2 separate regions of the Xenopus laevis genome follow, and region 1 is linked to region 2. Evidence: chromatin contacts called from public Hi-C data. All regions are on one chromosome and are shown on one strand. The core of a region is the stretch at or near the end of the contact, and the rest is flanking DNA. Distances in the headings are between cores, read along the strand shown. Region 1 overlaps klf12.S (Krueppel-like factor 12). Region 2 has its middle 79 kb from the start of LOC108709126.

Evidence for each region. Hi-C and Micro-C count contacts between places; a contact is called where the count stands out from the background.
Region 1: a Hi-C map of the XL177 cell line shows a contact between it and region 2, with 5 times the contacts expected there. The contact joins two enhancer-like sites. A contact is called at or near these places in 2 of 4 Hi-C or Micro-C datasets (the XL177 cell line and the XTC cell line).

The regions. Positions count from the first base shown.
Region 1 is chr2S:117,950,432-117,953,131 of Xenopus_laevis_v10.1, reverse strand. klf12.S (Krueppel-like factor 12) reads right to left here. Exons shown (of 6, transcript XM_041584334.1): 3 at 264-792. Among protein-coding and RNA genes, the nearest start is that of klf12.S, 88 kb to the right of the region's middle. Within about 2 kb of position 1,326, at least 1 of the 7 cell types and tissues checked has an H3K27ac peak or open chromatin away from gene starts, as enhancers often do.
Region 2 is chr2S:117,772,946-117,775,645 of Xenopus_laevis_v10.1, reverse strand. No RefSeq gene overlaps it. Among protein-coding and RNA genes, the nearest start is that of LOC108709126, 79 kb to the left of the region's middle. Within about 2 kb of position 1,440, at least 1 of the 7 cell types and tissues checked has an H3K27ac peak or open chromatin away from gene starts, as enhancers often do.

The DNA of each region.
Region 1 (2,700 bases), core at 77-2,576, 180 kb before region 2:
ACTCTGTTCCTTTTTAGAGAACATTCTTAGTGGACATGATAAATACTTATATGGGTTACTTAGGGTTGAGCATTACTATAAGTTAATTTGTTTGATAACATGAAGATTAGTTATTATGAAAGGGCTATGCCCAGACCTACACCTGTGTCGAAATACTATACCATAGTAGATGGTTGCATTGACAACACCTGCCATGTTCTTCTTACAGTTTTTGGTGATAATTACAATATAAAACAGTTTTAATATTACATAATTTTTTTTACCTTTAAGGTGACCTCTTCCATCTTCCAATAGAGGTACTACAATAGTAGAATTCATATTCCCTGGTGATCTTACAGCAGTATAAACTACCGGGACTGACTGCACCACAACTGGGATACGGTGCACAATTTTGTTGGACTGTAAGTTCAGAGGACTTGTAGGAGGAACAGAGTGAATAATGTGCAAAAATTGTTGACCTCCAATAGCAGATGCTGATGCCACAAGAGGTCCGGGAGTTAATACTGTTGGCACAGATGCCGATGAAGGTACAGGGGTTATCACTGTTGGAGATGATGCTGGACGGCTAGATGAAGAGTTAGAAGAAGGTGATGCTGCTGAGGTTGTAATAGAAACTGGAGATGAGGAAACACCTCTCGGTGACGTTCTAGCTTTGTTTATTGAAAGGTCTACTGGTTCTGTCTGTGTTTGAAAATGATCAGTTGATAACAAGTCCTCGGGAGGCTCAGCCTTCACACTGTTGAGTAAGAGAGGAACAGCTTCCATATTGGGGTAAGTGTGGACCTTTGGTGACTGTAAGGAAAAAATGAGAATTTATTTTTAGAAACACTGCCGCAATATTAATAAGTCAAGAAAAGGACAAATAAAAATAAGAATGTAAGAGTTGTTAGATCATGCTTTGCTATTTCCCCCACTTCCCAGAATGTGCTCTTTCTATAGAGATTACAAACATCAAAATAAATTTTTTCTGAGATTACATTATGTTATAAAGTTGTGGTTTTTTTTGTCGTCCCCCAGTTCTGTGAAATTGATCATCAGCATTTTTCTTCTGCTTTTGTCATATTTATCTTAGCTTCATATTGGGGAATTTTTACAGGAAACCAAGGAGGCATGCAATACAATTTCTAGCCCTATGTTTAGCTATAAAAGAGGCACAACAATTAAAGCTATCCCTAGCCCTGCTGAGCATGTAAAGAAACCAGACGTGCAAGTGCCCGCACCCGACACAACCAGCATGATCCCATCTTTATATACCTGCTCCCGCCCTGCTGTGACGCCAAGAAAGGGTCGAGGCTTGCGCGAGTATATAAAAGGCGTGCACAGGGGAAGAAGTGGGGCAGAAGAAGGCAGAGAATGGAGGCTAAAGTCCAGCCCGAATCTGCCCACAGCACGAGGAAGTACTGTGGAAGTCGGCCGAAACCTGCCCTGCGGGTCCGACGGGCTTTGGCCAGGCCCACACATATCTATAGCCCATAGAGCTGGGAGCTATTGAAAAGAAGGTTGATTTGAAATAAGAATTGAGACTGCAAGAATACAGCACTTGTAACCAGGTCTGTGGAGTCAGTACATGAATCCTCCGACTCCTTTGTTTTTAATATACTAATGTATTTTTCATGTTGATTGATAGAAGTTAAGTTCACAAGGCATTTTATCACTGCCAAAGCTCAAAAATAAAAAACACATTCTTTGGTAATTCTAAACCAAAATCAAAGTTAAACGAATTAACCAAAAACGATTGGAAAACCTAAAAGAGCTTTCATATTAGTTGAACCTGGCATACAGCTGTGGAATAACTGTTAAATAGAATCCAAAATTAACTAAAGTCTTGTTCTTAGAAACAGAATGGCTTCTGCCATATACTCCTTCTTAGAAGCTCCTAAATCTGATATGATTATTTTCAGTGCTTAAATATTTCAAGTTATTAGGAGTCTGAACATTTTTGGCGACTCCAGATACCTAAAATTGCTTCCGACTTGTTACCCTCCACAGAAGCATCCAGGTCAAAAGCCTAATCTTCCCACACCTAGATCTGGCCCAGCCATAATATTCTACAGGCCCATTTTTTATGGTCTTTAAAAGTACTATGATACGGTATATGTGCATCATCTATGGTACAGTACTGCAAAATGATCTGGTACTTCATATGCAACTCCTAAAAATGATCTGGTACTTCATATGTAACTCCTAAAAATAATAACAACAGTTATCTGACTCACTGGGTTTAAAAATGTGTTGGATGTAAAGATGGATGCAAACTTTCTATGGATAAGTGCAATGAGTTGGTCACTAAGCTGTCACACTAACACAAAGTTTTAAGTGTCATTGAAGCTGTTGGGCCTCTTTCTTACATTCCTAATTGTATATCCATAATCAAATCAACCTGAGATGAGAAACAGTCTTGCTGAAATACAGAACATTAGGTTGCACTACTTATAAATAGCCACTGGGGGGAGAGAAAACTTTGCTTGCCATGTTAACAGGCGTAAAGGTACTTTAAATCCATTAACCAAGTTTAGGCATTTGTTTTATGTGTATCGTGCATGTTTAACACCACACAACTTCTTTCTCCAAGCCAAGGCAATTTGCAAAGCTAAAACCATTGTAGCAAGTTGTTTGCACTTATGATTTGGATTTTCTGCTCATAGGGTTGCCATGTGGCCGGTATGGTTGATCCCAATGTTATTAATAGGGAAAAATTAT
Region 2 (2,700 bases), core at 191-2,690:
CAGAACACATACCTATATTTGGCACAACTCTTGCACACGGAGATCAGCCCGTTCAGGTGCCTGGAAAACAGCTAAATGGATCACCCTTATTTTAGCCACAAACCTGAATATATCTGATAACAGATTTATTGTAAGCGTGCCCGCGACAACACTGTGATATTCTCTGTTCTTCAAATCCTTTTTGCTGTGAAGTGGCACAAAAAAATGACAGTTTCAGACAACTGATATCAAGCACAGATACTCACTATGCAGAGTGGTGTCCGTAATTCTGATTCTTTACATGTATTACAGTAATAGTCTAATAGCAAAATATTCACAAATAACAAGACCAATGATTTTTTTAAAGGATTAGCTCTATTTAGAAAGTATTCCCTAACATTCTGATAAACAGGAACATAGACAAATACTCAGGCCGGAGGGCCGACTGAAAAAAAAAAATGAATGGAAGCAACACTAACGTGCAAACATTAAGATAAAATGTAATAGTCGTAACTGGTACGTGTAAATAAAAAGTATTCAATTGCCACTGAAATGAGTGGGCACTGCCATTAATCATGGGCAGGGAGAGATTCCCCAATATCATAGGTGCTCTTGTTTTGTATTGCTTAACTTTATATTCAGGAGCTCTCCTATTCATCTGTCATTGTGATAAACTGTAGCTTAATTAAACCTGAATATCCAAGATATTCCAACTCCAAGAGCTGGAGTGGGAGGCAAAAACACAAAGGGGCAGATTTATCAAAGTGTGAGCTCACCACAGAAAAATTCACCCACTTTTTTATTCATTCCTAGGGGATAATAGACAGAAAGATTTAAACTGCCAACATAAATCCTTTAGATGGAGTCAGCAGCTTATCTGCCCATGTATGGGACTATCCAACAAGGCTATTTGACCAATACCTGGGCAAAAATCAGCCAGATGTCCATTGGGCAGGTTTGATTTTTTACCTTTGATCGAGGAACTCATCAGCGTGTTGATGCAGGGGGGGAAGATCCACTCATTTGGTGACCTGGTCATATGAGGAGATCTTATAATATATAGCCACCTTTACAATCCTACTTTCTAAGCCACAGAAAAAGAGAACTGCCCCTTAAAGGCAGTAACATTAAAATATTTTATTTAAAAAATCTGTTCTATAACCTAAAAATAATAGTCATGCCCAATACATTTAAATCGCATACCTTGCGTTTTTTAAAATTGGCAAAAAACCTTCTCTTCATTCACTTTGGAAAAAGGCGATAGGGTGACCAGCTCTCCACTGCGTGCGCGCCCCCCGATGCTTTTCCTCCACAAAGCACTTCTGGCTGTAAGGAACCAGAAGAAAGAGCAGCTAGGAGGTAAGTAAGGTCATGCTGGCTGGGGAACGGCAGAGCAACTGAACAGGCTGCAACTGAGGGAATGCCTGGGCAAGGGAGGCTGTGGGGAGGGAAAAGCTGTGCTGAGGGAAGAGAGAAATGCTGAGGGGAGGGAATGGAACGGCTGGGCAAGAGAGGCTGCTGGGAGAGAACCGTAAGCGATGTCACGAAACCGGAATTTGGGAGCCGAAAACCAGGAAGTGGATAACGGCAGTGTGCACGTAGTGGAGAAGAAAATTCTGGTGGGGCAAGATGGCGGGGACCCCTTGGACTCCATCTGGAAGCAATGGTTTCATCCTTACTAGACATGCAGGATGCAGCAGCGTATTGGAAGTTTCTTAGTTACAGTAAGTGTTGTGTTACTGGTCCTTTTAGGAAAATAAATGGCTGCTAAGGCCTCATTAACAAGTAGATGTGTAATCCTGCCAGCCAGTAAACACCCATATATACTTAAAGGGGTTGTTCACCATCAAACACTTTTTTTCAGTTCAGTTGGTTTTCAGATCGTTCACCAGAAATAAAGAATTTTTCTATTTTGACCGTTTTTTTAATACTGAAGTGTAAAGTTTAATTTTTCACCTTCTAAATCAGCTCTGGGAGGGGGGGGGTCACTAACTCTTTAGGGCAGAGACACACGGTCAGATTCGGGGAGATTAGTCGCCCGGCGACAAATCTCTTCTCCGGGGCAAATAATCTCCCCAAACTGCTTTCCCGCCGGCTAGAATGAATGGCAATCGGGGAGCTTCATTTTCCTAAGTCACCCGAAGTTTCCTTGTGAGGCAAGTTCAGGCGACTTCGGAAAACGAAGAGCTCCGAGTGCCATGCCGCCGTCAATTTTCATTCTAGCTGGCTGGAAGGCAGTTCGGGGAGATTAGTCGCCCCAAAGAAGAGGAGATTTGATGACTGGCGACTAATCTCCCCGAATCTGACCGTGTGTCTCTGCCCTTAACTGACCTAAATTGATACATTTAGTTGATACATTTGTTATCTTTGTCCCTACTGAGCAGAATCCCTGAGTTCCATTAAAGACAGCTGTTAGAATTGATACAATAGGTGCTAATTTTATACTGCTGAGAAATGTATCAATGTAGCAAAAAATTATAACAGTTCAGAATCTGCTCCTGGATCACTGAGCTGCCAGACAAACACTAGAGACACTAATATTAAACTTTAAACTTCAATTTTGGGAAACTGGTAAAAAAATAAAAAATGGAAAGCAATTGAAAAAAGTCTTTATTTATAGTGAACAATCTGAAAACAATTGAACTGGAAAAAGTGTCTTTAATGGTTATTAGATTACTGATTGTGTGTGCCATTTTTATGAATTTTTAACTTAGCAAAAAA